Regions from separate parts of the Mus musculus genome. Here all the other regions are linked to region 1. Evidence: chromatin contacts called from public HiChIP or PLAC-seq data. All regions are on one chromosome and are shown on one strand. Each heading gives the region's core, a stretch centred on a gene start, on an enhancer-like site or on the middle of the called end of the contact. The rest is flanking DNA. Distances are from core to core; before and after follow the strand shown.

Region 1 (3,605 bases), core at 382-2,881:
TGCAGGGGAGATGACTGTATGCCTGTAGGAGCAAGCAGTGAGCACTAGAGGGGGCACAAGGGACCGCGGTTTACTTTGAAAGAGATGGGGAGCAAGACTAGGGCTACACCTACCTGTAACATTAATGTCATGGTAGGCTTCGAGCCAAGCCTCGGTGCCCAGAAGATCATGGTCTGTTACCAGGAAAATGATATCTTTGGCCCAGTAAATCTGCCCTGGAAGCCAAAGGCAGGGTCAGCAAAGGGCCTGGGGCATTGGTCAAATCCTCCCGGACCAGAGCCCCAGAGCCTCACCTCGGAAATGGGCAGCAAGTGCCAACAACAACCCCACAGCCTGGCTATTGGTGGCATCTGGACCACAGGGTACAGTAAGCACCAGGGACTCGGTACTGGCAGAACGTGGGGCCCGCAGGATGCCATACACGTTGGTACCTGACACCATCTGCACAAAGAGTTGATGGGAAAGCCTCAGCAGACCCTCCAGCGGACAGCCTGAAGCCTGTCTTTTTTCCTGGCACTTCAATGCCCACCACTAAAGTTCTTCAGACCATCCCTCCCAGAGTTTCTTGGTTTCAGGGCACTTCAACAAGACACCCAACCCAGGCCACCCTTCCAATGTGCTTTTCTCCCAGGCACACCCCTTTCCCTCAATACATAGCGCTCGTGGGTCTCATCCGGGAAGGGTAGTTTGCGGGAGAAGCTCTGGGTGTAGACCTCCAGCCCTACGGATCGCATGGACCGTTCCAGCCAGGCTACTGGCAGAGCCCTGGAGACACAAAAGATAGCCTCTAAGTAGAGCTCCCTGGTCTCGGCCGCCCCTGAAATCCCCAGCCCGCTGCTAGGCACTCACCCCGGCTTCTTGCGGTGGGCAGCGAAGTCCCGGGCAAAGCTCCGAGCGCGGTCTCCACCTACAAACTGTTCCTCCACCATGGTGGAGCCCATGGCATTCTCAGACATGTAAGTGCGCTGGGTTAACGGCGGAAAAGCCAGCGCCAGAAACCAGGCGATCCCGGCCACGTAGCTCAGCACACTGCGAGAGAGTACAGAGTGGGCTCGGAATTAGCCCGACCTGGAACGCTAGCTCGTGGCTTCCACCATGACCCAGAGGGTCCAGCGGGATGGTCCAAGCCATTAAGAACCCGGAGCCAAAGCCGGGCAGTGGCAGCACACGCTGTTAATCCCAGCATTCAGGGGGCAGAGGCAGGTACAGGCGGATCTGAGTTCGAGGCTAGTCTGGTCTACAGAATAAGTTCCAGGACAACCAGGGCTGCACAGAGAAATCCTGCCTCCGGAAAGGAAAAAAGATCTAAGACCCTAGATCAGCGATGGATAGGGACCAGAGCTCTAAGCTCAGTGTCTGAGTGACACTTGCAAAGAGGTCGCAGACCCTGGAGCAGTAGGCGCGTGTGGAGCCACAGCAGCTCAAGTTCCCGCCAGTCCCGCCCCCTGTGCCCGCCCTCACCAGAGAGGTGTGTTAAGGCGCAAGACGATGCGGGCGAGCGCGCGCCGGCGCACCGGGTCCGACAGGAGACCCATGGCGGGGCGCGGGGCTCTGCTCTCGCGGCAGCTTGACACCTCCAAGAGCAGGGTTCCTGTCGGACCCGGCGCCCGGTGCTGCCTTAATTTCCGGTCCCAGGATCCATCGCGCCACTACTCTTGGTAGCGGCAGACGGAGTTGGGAAACCAGATTGTGCGCATGCTCACAACTGAGGTCGCCAGCTCTGCGCGTGCTCAAAACTGAGGTAGGCTGGAGAAGTACGGGATGCAGTCATGGCCAGTGGGCGGAACTGGAACCTGGGGCTGTGAAGCTGCGGGCGAGCAGCTGGAAGGCGGGACGCTGGCGGATCTCACGACAGAGCAGCGACAGTGTGCCTGCCTAAAGGTTCTCGGGAGTGTAACGCAGGTGGGTAGAGAGCTAGAACGACGAGAAAAGACTGATGCCTGCTGAAGTGAGATACTGAATGACAGTGTTGTAGCTATGACTTGAGGGACCCGTGTGAACTGAGGATTCGACGCTAAATCATTTCTGTGGATGTCATGAACCTTAAGACAGTGGGCTCACTGGCACAGTGGGCGAGTTGGTGGCCAGAGGAGATGGGTGGTGGTGGCGATGAAGGTAGTTTCTCTAAAAGGTTGCAGGGGTAAGGGCCTAAGGATAGATGGCCAAGAAGCAACAAAAGGTGGCTATCCTCCTAGAGCCCAAAGTAAGCGGGAGGAAAGGCCCAAGGAAAGAAGACATTAGTCCAGTGGTTCTTAACATTCTGACCTTTAATACCGTTCCTCATGTTGTGATGATCCTCAAACATAAAATTATTTGGCTGATTCTGAATAGCTAATTTTGCCGTTACGTCATAATGTCATCTCTTAATGATGGACACCCATAGCCAGCTGAGTGCAACCTCGGCCTTGTGCTCCTGTCCCTGATGGGCTGTGTAAGCATGGCACACTCCTTAGCTGGAGGACTTGAGTGACCAACATAGGCGAAGGGGGAAACTCCAATTTGTAAGCTGATTCCAACTTGAGTTTGTTGGTCCCCGGTTTGAACTGTGGTTAATAGAAATACCACCGACAAGTCCAAGAAGAAACTGCCCTGGGCCAGAGCCAATCAGGGAAATAGAGGGAAAGTGCCTACCATTGCAACGGTTACAGATAAATTGCTCATCACTGACCAAACCCTGTGCATCGAGATACCTCTTTGTGCCGGGCGGTGGTGGCACACGCCTTTAATCCCAGCACTCAGGAGGCAGAGGCAGGCCTGGTCTACAGAGTGAGTTCCAGGACAGCCAGGGCTACACAGAGAAACCCTGTCTCAAAAAAACAGGAAAAAAAAAAAGATAACTTTGCGAAATAAGGCAACTGACAGGCAGGAGACCCCTGCTCCCTGATCAAACTAGTATAAAAACCCTGCCTAATTGAGGCTCAGGGCTCTCAGCACAAATCTGGTGTGTTGGAGGAGTCTGAGGTCCAAGCTTAAGGGTGAAGAAAGTCTGAATTCGCATGCAGATTCATACTCCCAGGGGTCTTTGCGGACCCTAATATCTGGGCAGGCACAACAGGTGCACCCTTGCTCTTCCTAGCACAAGTGCTCTCTCCACTTAGGGACTGCACTATAAACTGCGCTGTAGGGCCCTGAGCAGCTTTTAAGTGCTGTACAGTAAGGTGTACTCGGGAGAAGAACAGGCCTTTATTCTGGAAAGGGGTGGTTGCCACTCAGTCCCCCAGTGAGACAGAGGCCTCCTGCACGTGCTGTCGGACGACAAGGTCCAGCAGAGTGTGCACACCTCGGGCCGCCTGGGCAGCAGCCTCTAGCACCTGCTCCAAGTGGTCTTCGTGCAGCCTCGAGTCCATCTCAAGCAGTGCGATCTGGCCGGAGGCGGGCAGCAGGGCCAGGGCGAGCTGGGGCCCTCCAGCTGCTTCCTCCACGTGGCTGAGGTCCGCTAGTGCTGTGCCATCCACAAAGCCAGCTGAACATGCGCATACAAAGTCCCGCATAGGTATCCCAGCATCCATCACTGCTAGCGTGGCTGCATTCACACATGCTGCGTAGGTCCCACCATCTGCTTGCAGCACCTACAGGGGGCATCAAGACATCTGATGGACTGACAT
Region 2 (3,605 bases), core at 825-3,324, 630 kb after region 1:
TAGGGATAGAGTGGAGCCACATTGTACTGTCTCCTTCTCAGGACCCACCCCTGCCTGTGCAGGAGGGAAACTTGAGGCCACAACAGTCTCCTGTCTTCAAAGCTACTAAGAAAACGGCACACATCTTTTCCCCAAGACCCTACTACAAGGTTCTAAGCTTATTTATGGCCGATAGCCTCAGTCCCTCCCCCACCTGCTAGGGAGCTGCAGCAGCTAGCCACTCTGAGGTTTCACCAGCCCCAGACCCTGGGCCTGTTCTTGCCCTTTTTAACCTTGGTTCACTTATGGAGGCCAAGCCAGCTTCCTAACCTGTTTTGGTGGAAAGGCAAGATAAGCTGGGCTGGATGGATTCTGGAAGCTGATAGCCCACACCCAGTTTTCCACACTGGGCTGAAGGAAGTGCTCAGCAGGGAGGGCACAGGTGCTAAGTAACCATCTCTCTCTATCCCGGTATGATCTCCCCACCCTCTGGAAACAAAGGCCGTCTAACCATGGCTGACCTCCATGGTGGCTACTCTTGTCTAACTCTGGGAGAACTTGCCATCAGTACAGACATCGCAGCAGCAGTGGCCAAACCAGAACAGGGCCTGGCCACGACCAGGGAGGAAAGGCATGGGGGTCAGAGAAACAAAACCTCCCACTCAAAGACCCAGTGACCTGTACTGGGCTGGTCCTCAAGGATTAGCAAAAGGTGGGGGGCGGGGGGACACAGTTATCCCCACACAGGCCTGGGAATAGAAAGAAGGAACAGAGCAATCCTAAGCCTTCCCAGGCTTCTCTTACTGAGTCAGCTCAGGGTGGGGGAGTCCCACACTATCCACAGGGAGGCTGACCAATGCAACATGCACTTCCTCCACAGGGCACCTGAAAGGCATGGCCACCCTAGGAAGAAGAGTTCCTGGAGAACATGTTGCAGGCTGACTCCGTCTCCCTCCCTCCCTCCTTCCCTCTCTCCAATCTAACCCCTCCCCAGTTTGAGCTAGTCACTGTGGTATCAGGCATGCCTGGTTAGGATGGAGCCCTTGAGGGTTCTGTCCAAGTCCCAGTGCCTTCCTCTCTTCCTCTTCCTCTCCCTCTCCTCCCTCTCCTCCAGGAGACCTGATACACACACACACACACACACACACTGGATAGAATCAGCCAGCAACAAAGTACAATCTGACACCAGGAAGGAAGGTGGGCAAAGAGCCATGGGAACACCCGGGAGTGTTGTGACAGCAGCTTCTGCTTAGCAGCCCCTGGGGATGGGCAGGAGTACCCCAGAGCCTACACACATACTAAGAAACCCAAACACTCACTGACCCCTAGGAAATACCCAGACCGGAGAAGCAGAGAAGGTTAACATAATATCCCTTAGGCAAAGAGCAAACTAGTTTCCACTTCACCCCTGTGTTCCTGGAAGCCCAGGCACCCTCATCTCCAGACTCAGGAGCTTTGGAGGGGATGTATGTTGGGGAAAAGTAGTCAGGCTTCCCCGTGAAGTTCCGAAGGTTTTTGCTGTCTGCTGTCACAATCTAACCACTAATGGACACTGACTCCTACAGCGGGGCACGCAGAAGACACTGTTAGAGAAGGAGGCTTTCTAGACGTCAGAAAAAAACACGTGCTTGCTTGTGGAGGTGAGGGAGTGGGGGTTGTCACCCATCAGAACCAACTTCTTGGTTCTGAGACCCAAGGGGTTCTCTAGCTTCAGGGGAACCATCTAGACCGTGACTGCTCCAGTGTTACTCCCATCGGGCTGGAACACCGGCTCTGGTCTCTCCTTGGGACCTCAGTATCCCCACCTGGCATTCAGGGGAGCGGGTCCCAGGAAGGAAAGGCCGGGAAGGCCGCACTGCACAGCGCGGGGCAGGAGGCTGAAGACCCATATCCCTGCTCAGCCCCCACCTTGCGGATGCTGCCGTCGTCCTGCGGCCGAGAGCTTTCCTCGCCAGTGCCCTGGCCATCTGGCCTCTCCTCAAGGATCATCGCTGCTCGCTCGGACGCTGACTCCGAGAGGCTGCGAGCAGCAGGCCCCTCGCGCTCCAGGGAGGATCAGCCGCGCTGCTCCGACTGTCCCCCTCCTGGAGGGTCCGACTGACCGGTGCGGCAGAGCGCGGGCCCCGCCTGCAAAACTTGATGTTGTCCAATCAGAGGTGAGGGCTACTCCGATGGATAGAAACTACTACCAACCAGAGTGAGAGAAAGGCGGGCTCCAGGTAAGGGATCTGGTAACTCTTAGCAACCAGGGCCGCTCGCCGATCAGGGTACGCATGCGCAACGCTAGGTGTTAGGCGTGCGGAGAAAGTTAGGAAAAGACAAGCAGAACTGGGGGCGGCGACCAAGAGCCGCTGCAGCCTCTGCAGGGACTTCAAGGCTTTATCTCGTCACCCCGGCAACGGGACCCTCCAGGATTGCTCCAAAAATGTTTACAATGGGGTTTTTTAAACGGTTTGTTAGAGACAAGTGCTTGTGCTGATTCTAAAACAATGCCTGCTTTCTTCCCGGCACTAAGAGGCAAAGCGCCGCTGCGGTCCCCTTGCTTCCAGAACCGCCCCCAGAAACCTCGCCTCCGGGACCTGGTTATGCATTTTGTTTCCAGAGCCTACATTCTCCTTGACCTCCTTGTGCTTCCAGAACCGGATCGCCTTCCAGAACCCGAATTGGTTTTAAGAATTGGACTTTTTCCAGAACTCGAGCTCCTTGCAGGGCTTACTCCGAAGCACTTCTCAAATTCATGTGGGCTGGCTCACACTAGATGAGCTGAGAACACAGCCTAGAAATGAGTGGCTAGCCCTTTGTCAAGCTGCTCCAAAGGTCAGCCTCCTCCACGCTGCCCGCCACCCTGGTCACTGCTTGCCCTGACTGAGTCAGCGACTCAGTCTCTACGCCCCATCCCCCTCACACACACCTGGCTCTGTCATCCCCAGATCTAAATTTGCTCGGCTAAGCTCTTGGATGTCCCTGGACAGTGGGCCCCCGCCAGAAATGCTTCTCTCATCTGCCCCGCTAGCCTCTCCAAACTTCCTGGCATTTTTGATCCCAGGGCAGCATTGTCCCCTCCCCTCCCCTCCCCTCCCCTCCCCTCCCCTCCCCTCCCCTCCCCTCCCCTCCCCTCCCCTCCCCTCCCCTCCCCTCCCCTCCCCTCCTTTCTTTCCTTTTCTTTCCTCTAGTATCTTCCTGTGGAGTGTCACCTAATTTCACTTCTTCCTCCACTGACATCCTCATGAGCAGCCTCCTCCATCTCCGGGCTCTTATGCTGCCTAGGTGTGGTCATCACCTTAGAACTAAACAGAGACCACATGTGCTGTCACCTAGCACAGCTGTCACCCTCCTGCATAGGCACCCCTGAATTCAGACTTCTGTGTCTTCAGAATCCTGTGTGCTTAGACTGACATCCACCCAGCAAAGCATGCCTGACTAAAGCAACTGTTTCTCTTAAAGATTTATTTTAATGTGTGTGTGTGTGTGTGTTTCTGCAGATGAGCACTGTGCCTGCAGAGTCCAGAAAAGGGTACTTGAACCCCAGGAACAAGAGACTACAGGTAGTTGTGAACTATTGAATGTAGGAGCTGGAAACCTAACTTTGGCCTTGCGTTAGACTGGTCCACATCCTTAACCACTGG
Region 3 (3,605 bases), core at 573-3,072, 590 kb before region 1:
TCTCCCCAGAGAGCTCAACTGTATCAATGATGTATATATCCATACCCTCCAAAATATTTTTAGCCCCCCCCCCTTCCCTCATGTCTCGTGGACATCCGTGGCCTCTCTATATTGTGACTGCTTTAAAACTAGCTGCCTCGGGGACTGGTGAGATGGCTCAGTGGTTACGAGATCTGACACTCTCTTCTGGTGTGTCTGAAGACAGCTACAGTGTACTTATATATAATAAATAATAAATCTTTAAAAAAAAAAAAAACAGCCAGGCACTTGGGAGGCAGAGGCAGGTGGATTTCTGAGTTCGAGGTCAGCCTGGTCTACAAAGTGAGTTCCAGGACAGCCAGTGATATACAGAGAAATCCTGTCTCGAAAAAACAAAAACAAAAAAACCTGGCCCCCTCTGGGGCACACACACTTTAAAAATCCAAGAACAAAAACCTGGAGGCTCCATCACCCTGATCCACAAGAGCTGTTCTTGCTCCCTATCTCCCAGACATTTCCTCCTCCAGCCCCATGCTTTGTGTGTAGCCTCAGCTGTCCTGGAATTTGTTCTATAGACCAGGCTGGCCCCAAACTCACAGAGATTGGCCCTCTGACTCTGCCTCTGCCTCCTCTGCCTCTGCCAGTATTTTGTAACAGAAGACACGTAACCACTACAATTAGAGAAATAAAAATTGAAGCCATAACGGAGGGTAGGATCGAGTGCTACTGAGATACTATATGCTTATACTAGAGTCCCTGACTTTAATTTCCAGCAGAGAATATGTGTGCATACAGGGCCACTAAGGGTCAGTCTGAGGAGCTGCGCACCACGGTATTTTGTTGTTTTATCTTTTGAAAGGGCTTCTCAACAGGTCAGAACCTGAAGCTTGCCAGTGACTCTAGACTGGCTGGCCAGAGAGCCCTACACAGCTCGGCCTTGTTCCGCCTCCCCTGTGCTGGGGTTCTAAGCAAGCACTATTACACCCAGCCTTTTCACATGGATACGAGTGATTAAACTCAGCCTCGTGCACGTTTGTCAAACACCCAGTCTGTTGTACATTCCTCTAGCCCTGGAATAACTCAATTTTTTTTAAAGATTTATTTCATGTATGTGAGTACACTGTAGTTGTCTTCAGACACACCAGCAGAGGGCATCAGATCCCATTACAGATGGTTGTGAGCCACCATGAGGTTGCTGGGAATTGAACTCAGGACCTCTAGAAGAGCAGTTAATGCTCTTAACCGCTGAGCCTCTCTCCAGCCCCGAATAACTAAATTTCTAAAAGCCTGCTTACACCAAGTGTGGGCAAATACAAACAACAATTGGAACTGTCATACACTGCTAGTCTAGGGAATGTGTTGATGAGGACACAAGACAGACTGGCCGTCCCTTAAGAAGTTGAACACACACTACACTGTAAACTAAACCCAAGCAGCCCGAGTCAGCCTGATGGGTCTCGAGACCAGTGGTCCAGGCTGCCTGGCCACCAGGGAAATCGCTAGAGGGCAAGCACAGATCTTGGCGGAAGTGACCGAAGGCCCTCGGGAGAAGAGGGGCGGCAGGGAGGGGGCGAGGCCGGGAGGCACTCGGATTTGTAGGGACTGCGGCCGCCGCTTCCGCTACAGCCTCAAAGAGCAGGCGCGGTCCGGGTCAGCACGCGGTCTCTCTAGGCACAGCGGAGGCCTACGCTCTCGGTGGCCCCGGGGCGCAGGGCATCAAGTCCTGCAAGAAGAGCTGGAGGCGGACGGCCATCCGATCCTCCCGCGTCCCGGTCCGGGACTTGGGGTGGGGGTTGGGGGTGGGGACCTAGGGGCGGGGTCCCCTGAGATTGACGACTGCGCAGACGGGGCGGGACGGCCCCTTTGTCTTAGGGAGCCGAAGCTGCCGCCACAGGGCGAGAGGTTGCGGCAGATGGTGAGTGGCGCTCTGTCGGCTGCGCGGGACCCTCTCCTTCATCCGCACCCAAAGCTCCGCGCCCTCGCGTATGCCAGCCCTTCCCCCCGATGGATGGCTGCGGCCGGGCTGCTGACCCAGGCTGCACCCTCCGGTCCCTCGAACCCTCCAGGCCCCTCCCCGGGACCCTTCGCGGTGGCTCCCGCTAGCCCGGTCCGGAGTTCAGACGGTTCTGATGTGCATACGGTTTCCTACTGGTTGGTTAATTTGGTTTGGCTTGGGCAGTGGATGAGGTTTTGTCTGGTGAAATAACCGCGTCCCAGACTGCCCTGGAAGTCCTGGGTTCGCACGATCCTCTCCCATAACCCGGACTACAGTCAGGGCCACCATACAGCATTTTAAGTCCCATGCATCCTCAGCAGCGAAGGACATTTCTTGTCAAACTGAAGGTGCTCCGCTCTGCTCCCCATTAGCCCAGCTTCTTCTTGGATTTGTTTTATTTTTCTGCTGTTGCTCTCTTGTTACTTTGCAAAGGCCCCTTTTAATGGATGACAACTTCTCTAACGTGGCATTTTCTTGTTTAATTTTTTTATATGTATTTATGTGCTTTGCCTGCGTGTGTATCTGTACTGTATATCATGTGCATGCCTGGTGCCAACGGAGGCCAGAAGAGGGCATCGGGTTCCCTGGAATTGGCTGTGAGCCGCCATGTGGGTGCTGGGAATCAAGTGTGGGTCCTAGACGGGGGAAAAAAACGTGTGCTCTTAACCGCTGAGCCATCCCTCCAGCCTCCACATGTATGGCTCAGTTAGACACCTGAATCTGGATGTGCTGATGAGTGCTGCCATCCCCATCTCTGCCGCTTAGTAGCTTACTTGGTGAGTTCCAGGCCAGTAAGAGACCGTATTTCCCCGCCCCCGCCCCCCCCCCCCCCAATGGTGAAAGGTTTCTAAGGAATAACACCTAAGGTTGTCTGCTGGCCTCTATGTGCTTGCTGATGTGTAGGTACGCACGCACACACAGGAAAATTGTATACAATAATAGCTCCCTTGTATGTGGGCGATGAAGTATGGGCACAGCTGTATTCTCTAAGGCCAGAGAAGGACATTGGATGTCATGCCCACTGGCCCATCTCCCCAGCCCACAGTAGTTCTTTTAAATGTTACTCTGCCTAGCATCCTGACATAGTGAATGCATAGTGACACTAGAAGCAGTTTCCTGTGGAGCTCTCTAGAATGATTGGAATCAGGCACTCCTACTAATGCGTGTGGACATTCCTGTCACTAACATAAAAGGAAGGTTCCCCTGAGCTCCACTATAGAGATACTTAAAGCTGGGTGGACATTAGTTCTGATATTTTGCACACTGGGGATTTCCTTGTAGGGGACACAGAGAAGTGGAATGGGACTAACAGGTTAGAGCTAATAAGCCACCTTACCACCATATAGGTGACCAGTCCCTGGGGCTTTCTTGCCATACAGATGTTTCAATTTCCACCTCTGCGTTTGTCTTTTAGCTGTTTGCATTCCTGGTCAGATTGACCACCAGCTTGTATTCTTTTTCTGTATGTTAAAAACACACTTCCCTATGGGTTTTTTTTTTTTTTTTTTTTTTGCTTTCTTGTTTGTTTGTCTGTTTTTTACTCCATTGAGAAAGTGTCTTCTTTGATTTTATTTACTTATTTTACAACTAGAAGGATCTTGGTATTGGTTTTGTTTTATGGGCAAAATAT

The links. HiChIP or PLAC-seq counts read pairs in DNA pulled down with a chosen protein or histone mark.
Region 2: an H3K27ac HiChIP or PLAC-seq map of microglia shows a contact between it and region 1, with 4 times the contacts expected there. The contact joins the promoter of Rhpn1 here to the promoter of Gpaa1 in region 1. A contact is called at or near these places in 2 of 115 datasets of contacts at active chromatin or transcription factors (microglia and pancreatic cancer cells) and 1 of 9 other capture datasets (embryonic stem cells).
Region 3: an H3K4me3 HiChIP or PLAC-seq map of the SCID.adh cell line shows a contact between it and region 1, with 11 read pairs. The contact joins the promoter of Zfp647 here to the promoter of Gpaa1 in region 1. A contact is called at or near these places in 2 of 39 promoter capture datasets (the C10 cell line and cranial neural crest) and 1 of 115 datasets of contacts at active chromatin or transcription factors (the SCID.adh cell line).

The regions. Positions count from the first base shown.
Region 1 is chr15:76,329,320-76,332,924 of GRCm38.p6, reverse strand. Gpaa1 (GPI anchor attachment protein 1) reads right to left here and starts at 1,631. Exons shown (of 12, transcript NM_010331.2): 1 at 1,462-1,631; 2 at 850-1,029; 3 at 654-765; 4 at 294-441; 5 at 114-215; 6 at 1-22. The coding sequence starts at 1,535. It overlaps Exosc4 (exosome component 4), which reads right to left. Exons shown (of 3, transcript NM_175399.4): 3 at 2,255-3,569. The coding sequence ends at 3,210. It also overlaps a transcript of Oplah not described here.
Region 2 is chr15:75,702,757-75,706,361 of GRCm38.p6, reverse strand. It overlaps Rhpn1 (rhophilin, Rho GTPase binding protein 1), which reads right to left and starts at 2,074. Exons shown (of 15, transcript NM_001163465.1): 1 at 1,888-2,074. The coding sequence starts at 1,968.
Region 3 is chr15:76,923,665-76,927,269 of GRCm38.p6, reverse strand. Zfp647 (zinc finger protein 647) reads left to right here and starts at 1,822. Exons shown (of 5, transcript NM_172817.3): 1 at 1,822-1,894.